2 separate regions of the Mus musculus genome follow, and region 2 is linked to region 1. The links are chromatin contacts, called in public HiChIP or PLAC-seq maps. All regions are on one chromosome and are shown on one strand. The core of a region is the stretch at or near the end of the contact, and the rest is flanking DNA. Distances in the headings are between cores, read along the strand shown.

What was found. HiChIP or PLAC-seq counts read pairs in DNA pulled down with a chosen protein or histone mark.
Region 2: an H3K27ac HiChIP or PLAC-seq map of embryonic stem cells shows a contact between it and region 1, with 2.7 times the contacts expected there. The contact joins the promoter of Ttc17 here to the enhancer-like site in region 1. A contact is called at or near these places in 10 of 39 promoter capture datasets (the 3T3-L1 cell line, the C10 cell line, the HPC-7 cell line and 7 more), 1 of 484 Hi-C or Micro-C datasets (cortical neurons) and 7 of 115 datasets of contacts at active chromatin or transcription factors (bone marrow-derived dendritic cells, bone marrow-derived macrophages, embryonic forebrain and 3 more).

What each region holds. Positions count from the first base shown.
Region 1 is chr2:94,039,120-94,042,363 of GRCm38.p6, forward strand. All of the region lies in intron 9 of Hsd17b12 (hydroxysteroid (17-beta) dehydrogenase 12), which reads right to left. Among named protein-coding and RNA genes, the nearest start is that of Alkbh3, 30 kb to the left of the region's middle. Within about 2 kb of position 1,777, at least 16 of the 459 cell types and tissues checked have an H3K27ac peak or open chromatin away from gene starts, as enhancers often do. A contact at or near this core is called in embryonic stem cells and extraembryonic endoderm stem cells, where this site is marked.
Region 2 is chr2:94,404,904-94,408,147 of GRCm38.p6, forward strand. Ttc17 (tetratricopeptide repeat domain 17) reads right to left here and starts at 1,786. Exons shown (of 25, transcript NM_183106.2): 1 at 1,604-1,786. The coding sequence starts at 1,762. It overlaps 2810002D19Rik (RIKEN cDNA 2810002D19 gene), which reads left to right and starts at 1,804. Exons shown (of 2, transcript NR_027831.1): 1 at 1,804-2,063.

The DNA of each region.
Region 1 (3,244 bases), core at 527-3,026:
TGGCAGTAGTGTCGTGAGATGCAGCCAGACTGGACACATCTTCAGAATAGACTTGATTTAGTGCTCTGTGATCAACAGACTGCAGACCTTTTGCCTTGGAGTTATATAAGCCTGGATCAGTAAATTTCCCTATACTTTCTCCACCTGCTGAGATGTACAGCACTATCGCTATAGGGGGTCATTGTACTCATGTTTTCTTGTTCACTGCCTGTTTTTCTTGCTACCATATTCCCAACTACCATACCCAATACTACACTCTACATACTTCCTGACTGGAGATATGTGAAACATAATACACAGGCCTCTCATTTAGGGTCCACTGATTGGTAGTGTGTTTAAATATCTGTGTGCCTTGAGTCAGGGATCTTGAGTCTTTTGTTGCCCCACTCCTGACAAATGGAGATACACCTTAATTTTTATTTTCCAGTCTGGGACATGGGGTCAGGTTAGCATCAAGCTCAAACTTGGTAACAGTGAGTGAGCATGGGGCTCACTGTAGGGGTTCCATAAATGCACACTGCTTCTTGGTAACAGTGAGTGAGCATGGGGCACACTGTAGGGGTTCCATAAATGCACACTGCTTCTGTTTTTCATCTCTCTTCTCTATACATACTATCACTTCCCAGTTTCTGATGCCTTTATATATGTCACATTAGTCACCTCGTTTGCCTTTAGGAGTCAAAAATTAAGGAGCAAAGCCACAGAGAAATCTTGTACAGGTCAGATGACCACTGAGGGGTGAGAGCAGAACTCATAATCTTGGTCTGGTGACGCTGAGCTTAGTGTCTGTTCCTCACTATCTCTAAGCACACAGGCAATGAGGTCTGCACAAAACTAGACTGGACCAGGGGAGGACTTATTGACGTCTCCATGCTTTCACCTGGACTAAAATCCAGATAGGCTATCTCTTCATATGGCAAGTTTGTGAAGCAAGCATATAGGGTTAACACATAAATTATATATATTATATAGGGTTAACATATAAATTTAACAACTTAAGGCAAACTGTCTAAGGAAGTAAGATATTTGCATGTTTTAAGGGGTCTCCCCACTGATGGCAACTAGTGCAACAGACAGAGACTCCTGTCTTCCCATGTGACAACCTGAGAAGGATTCAGCAGTATATCCTTCCTGCTGTAGGCATAAAAGCATAACCCGATAACTACAAGCTGTGTCAGATAAGCCTAAATGAGGTATGCTCAAGACAGAAGAGTGGGGAGGAGTGCTGTGCTCTTCCAAAACATCAGTGGCATAAAAGAGTCCAGAGAGAAAGAAACACAAGAAACAGGAGAATGGAATACCGGATTCTAGACCAAATGCTTTTCTGGAGAATCAAACATTACTGTAAAGATGGCTGGGAACATAGGTCAGTGGCAGAGCACTGGTCTAGTACTTGCCTAGGGGTGCTACAGTCAACCCCCAGCACCAGAAAACAAAAGGAAACTGAAAAGAGTGTTACAGGGTGTGGTGATGCATGCTGGAAATTCCAGCATTCCAGAGGCAAAGGCAGGAGGACTGAGTTCAAGGCTAGCCTGGGCTACATAGTGAGCCCTTGTGTCAAAAAACAAACAAACAAAACAAAAACAAAAACAACCCCCCCCCAACCAACCAACCAAAATGAAAAAGAATAAACAAGAGAAGAGGTAAAACAGTGAACACAGATCATCTAATCAATAACGTTACACCAGCATTCAACCTCACATTTAGTGTTGCTGTAGTTATCTAAGAACTTAACTTGTCAGATGTGCACTAAGAAGCTGAGGCGAAGCGAAAGAGCACACCCGACTTCCTGTCTAAGGCCTCTCTAATGGCTCTAGGTGGAGTCAGACAGTAACAAAGGGGAAAGCTGGGCAAACAGACCAGGCTGCTCTTCTTGGTACTGTCTATGCCTACAACTGGCTTTGTTTTGTTTTCTTTTTAGCTTCTTGACACAAGGTTTCTCTGTATAGCCCTGGCTGTCCTGAAACTTGCTTTGTAGACCAGGCTGGCCTTGAACTCTGAGATCAACCCGCCTCTGCCTTCCAAGTGCTGGAGTTAATTATTTAAGCGTGTACTACCACTGCCCAGCTCCACTTTTTTTTTTTTTTTGTAAATAGCTTTAAAATTATCTCTTAATAAAAATGACTTAGGAAGGAAACCAAGAGGACTGTGGGAGCTGAGGTGGCCCTGGCTATTCCTCACTCACTCAGCATTTACTAGTGAGCACAGGGCAGACCAGCGCCTATCTCCTCACTTAGATTTCACGTGAGTTTTGTTCTTTGAAGGATGTATGCACAAGTTCCTTTTGCTCCTCCCCATCGGTCTTCAGTTGTTGAAAGATAGGGGGCAGGGGGAGAACATTAGCAACACCGAGGTAGCAAACAGCTTTGCTCAGGAACACATTGCAACCTGGGAGTGCTGGTGTATGGCTTTTACCCAGCAGGCAGGAGGCAGAGGCAGGTGCTTTGTAAGTTCAAGGCCAGCCTGGTCTATACTATAATACACTTTCTCAAGAAAAGAAACAAACAAAAAAACCACTTGGTGAGCAGGCCCAGCAGCAGACAGAGGCATGTGAGGCTCCGGGAAGAAGGAAAATCCAAGTGTCTAAGGCCTGAGATAGGGACTCAGGGAAGATGCACTGGAACCTGAGCCTTTTGTCCAGAGCTCAGGGACAGAAGGAGCTTGGCGGCAGTGTGAGACAGTCCTGAAGAGGTGATGTGGGGTGGTTTCTAGCCATATTAGATTCCTATCAGGCAGAGAATCTAAGGAAACTAGCTTCGAGGAAAGAGGCGTTAAAATGAGTCATGGGCACTTCACAGGGCAGAGAACACAGAGGACATTCCACAGTTTGCTCTAGCCTCAACATAAATAAGTAGCAAGAGCACTGATGCCTTGTGGGGTCTGAATTCAATACTAAGCTTCAGGTATAGCCAGTGAGAGACGCCAGCAGTACCGATCTCTGTGTTAACGAGGTCACTTGATCTGTGTGTTAACGAGATGACCCAAGAAACATGGGATGGAATAGAAGGTGCAGCAAGGCACTCAATCCCCCAGTCCGTAACCTAGAAGACAGAAACACCACCCAGAGAAAAGCAGCTACGTTTCAGCTTAACATGGGCTCTCTGCTCTACTCAGTATCCGGGGATTTATTTTCACAGTGGGACAGCCACGTTTTTCTTCATAAATATGAATTTTCCTTTTCTTAGTAATTCATTCTAAGTTTAGACCTCAAGTGAATCTTAGTAATGAAGACAATGATGGATGA
Region 2 (3,244 bases), core at 536-3,035, 370 kb after region 1:
ATTCAACATATAAATGATCCATTTCCGTTAATTAACCTTCACTTTTCAGATGGATTTCTTTTCCGGCTGAGTGGCAGGCCACCAAAATGGGAAGGAGAAGTCAATGTCATCGAGTATAAATAGCTGTGGCCAGAAACAATATAGCGAAGGAGCCAATGGGAGAAGGGCTCCCCAAATTGCAGCATAAGTGACTGAATTCAATGCCTCCCTTCACGCGGACCTCAGCAAACCACCAACAGCAATCAAAAGATGAAAACAGGGATGGTGCAGGATTTCCAATCTTACGTTGGAAAGGCAGCCTTACTGTATTTTTCTAGGGGTTCTGACATTTTTAAACTCTCAGTTGGAGGCTAATGAAAATTAACTTGGATCTTGAACTTAATATCCATGAAAAAGAAATCCTTTAAATCGGGAGTTTGATATAAATACACTCGAGGAAAGAGTACACTGGAAACACAAAGTGTGGGCATTTTAAAAATTTTGTTTAGGTTTGCTGCATTGTGAAATGTCTCATCTTAAATATAAACCATGCGATGTGTTTCTACAGTTAATCAAAAGGATCAGTTTCTCTCTCTCGCCTTTGGTTAAAACATGAGTCAGTATGCTTAAATTGCAAGGGGTACACACTTCACTTTTTAAATGGCTCCTGGACATTTCCTGATTGTTGTCAAGCGCTGGAAGTCATTAAGTTTACAAGATTCTGTGGTGAAGCACGCGCGCGAGCACGCGCGCACACACACACACACACACACACACACACACACACGCACACACACACACACACACACACGCAGTCCTTAAAGCATCAGCAGTATGAAAGCAAATGCAGATGCAGGCATCAGAAAGTTATATAAGAAAAGCGGTCACTCCTCTGAGAAATCAGTTCAAGCATAGGTAATCTAGTAAACTGCAAATGCTGAGTGCCGGGCTGGGTCAAAGGAACTAGGAAGCAATGTAAAATACACCGGGAAATGAGGGCACTTAAGAACTGAATGATGCGGGCACCGCCACCAGAGGCATGCATCTTCTGGCATTCCTTCAGAAGGAGCAAGAATGGGTTGTCTTTAAAGAGCCCCTAATGACCTGGCTAACGGCACAGCCTCAAACCACCACATCGCGAAACAAATCCCATCAGTGGGAGACAAGGCTGGAGGAGGCGCATTAAAAGATCCATCCATTCACTAATGCCACCCTGGCTGTCACCGGCCTGGGACGCGCACACTCCCCGGCACTGCCACCTGCTTTCTACTTCCTCGGGGAGAGGTGGTGGCGCGCGGGTCCTGGTCCAGCGGCTCCAAAGGCAGAACTAATGATGAATCCGTGACTCCTAACCCGGGAGCTCAAGTCTCAGCTCCCCGGGGTCGGTTCCGGGACGGCGCGCGGCCCCAAGGTGGAAGGCTGAGAAGTTCCCCACGGCGGAGCCGGGGCGAGGGGACCAGAGGGGAGGGGGCGGCGCCAGGTCGGAGCGCAGGAAGCCTCGGCCCGTGGGCCGGGACCGTGGGAAGCCAAGCTGGGGGCGGGGCCGCGCGGAGCCACCCAGGGGCCCGGCTCCGGGATTCCCCCTGATCGGGCGCGGGCAGAGAGGGGGCACCCTGGCCGCTACCTGCTGTTGGATCTTCCCGTCCTCCGTGACGACCCAGTGCGTAGTGGCCAAGGCCCCTCGAGCCACCACGCTCAGCAAAGCGGAAAGGCTGAGAAGCCAACCCGGGCCGGAGCGAGGTAGCAGCTCGAACCGGCCGCGGACCCCTATTGCCGCCGCCATCTTGCCCCCCCGGCCGGGCTGCTCACACCGGAAGCGGAAGCGACTCCTTGCGGTCCGCCATCTTGGGGAGGTCGCCTCTGGAACTGGAGGAGGAGCCCGCGGAGTGCCTCGGAGACGATACCGGTCCCTTTACTCTCGGTCGGGGAAGCCGGTCCTGCCACACCTCAGGGCTGGAAACGGCTTTCTAGTTATCGTTTTTCTGGAGGCTATAAGATCCCCAAGCGTGGGAATCGGAGGGGAGATAATAAAACTAGGTGGAGCTTGAGCAGAAGTGAGAAGACGGTGAAGGTCTTTTTAAAAAGTAAGTATTGTTTCTGGTAGGGCAATAAAAGTTATACTTTTCAACTATCTGAGAGAGGCTTTTTTTTTTTTTTTTAATAAGTCTCGTAATGGAGTGTTAAGCGGCGCAGTCGTACTGTGTAATGCATGTCACACATCGAATTAAAAAAATAGCTCGTTATCAAATACAAAATATCAGCTCATTACAAGTTATGTATATGTGATCGGCATACTTTTTCTTCCGAAATTTAGAAAGCGATGTGTCCTTACAGACCACTTACATCCAGTGTGGCCAGATTTTTGGGTCTTACAGCAGCAGCACCACGTGTCTTGTGGACTTTGGTGGGCAGCTCTAGTCTAAGTTAAAGACCTAGGTGTAGAACCCAGATAGTGGCATCTCCGGGGAGGGGACTGTATTAAATATGTAAGCACTGCGGCTTCCCTTCCCCGAGGGTAGACTCAGCCATTATGAGTATGTTTTAAAGAAGTCTCAGGTGATTGATTTGCATATTGAAACTTAAGAGGCGCACTACCAACAGGTACAGTAGCTGTTAACCAGCTTAGGTTCCAGGCTCTGCCAATGTATGTTATTATAGGTATTTCAGGTCGGCCTACTAGTATGGTGGGCGTATCATCTTGTAACAAAGCTGTTATGCTTTTTTTTTTTTCTGTTGAGAAAAAAAAAAATTGTGCCCTGCCACCTACATAGATGTGTTGCAGGAAACAAATGTCTGCCTCATGTTATGGGAACAGAGACTGTGCTATGGCATTGTAATTCTTCTGAGAGCAGTTTGGTTTTGTTGATTTTGTTTGTTTTGTTTTTGAAATGAAGTCCCATTTGCAGCCTGAATTGCCTGGAATTTATTTAGCCCAGGCAGGCCTTTAAGTCCACCTGTGTCAACCACCTGATGCTGGATACAGGCATGAACCATCAGGCCCAGCTCACTAGGCAGCTTTTCTTAAAAGTACCCGTGTAATGAACATTCGTTTTATTAAAAAGGTATATCTTGGGGCTGGAGAGATGGCTTGGGGCTACAAAGATGGCTCAGGGCTGAAGAGCACTTCCTGCTCTTCCCTGGAAGCAGTGTTAGGCCACAACCACCTGTAGAACTCCAGCTCTAGGGGATCCTCCTTTATACATGTGGCATACAGTTCTCATACACAAACATATACACCCACGTACGTATGTGTACACACACATAC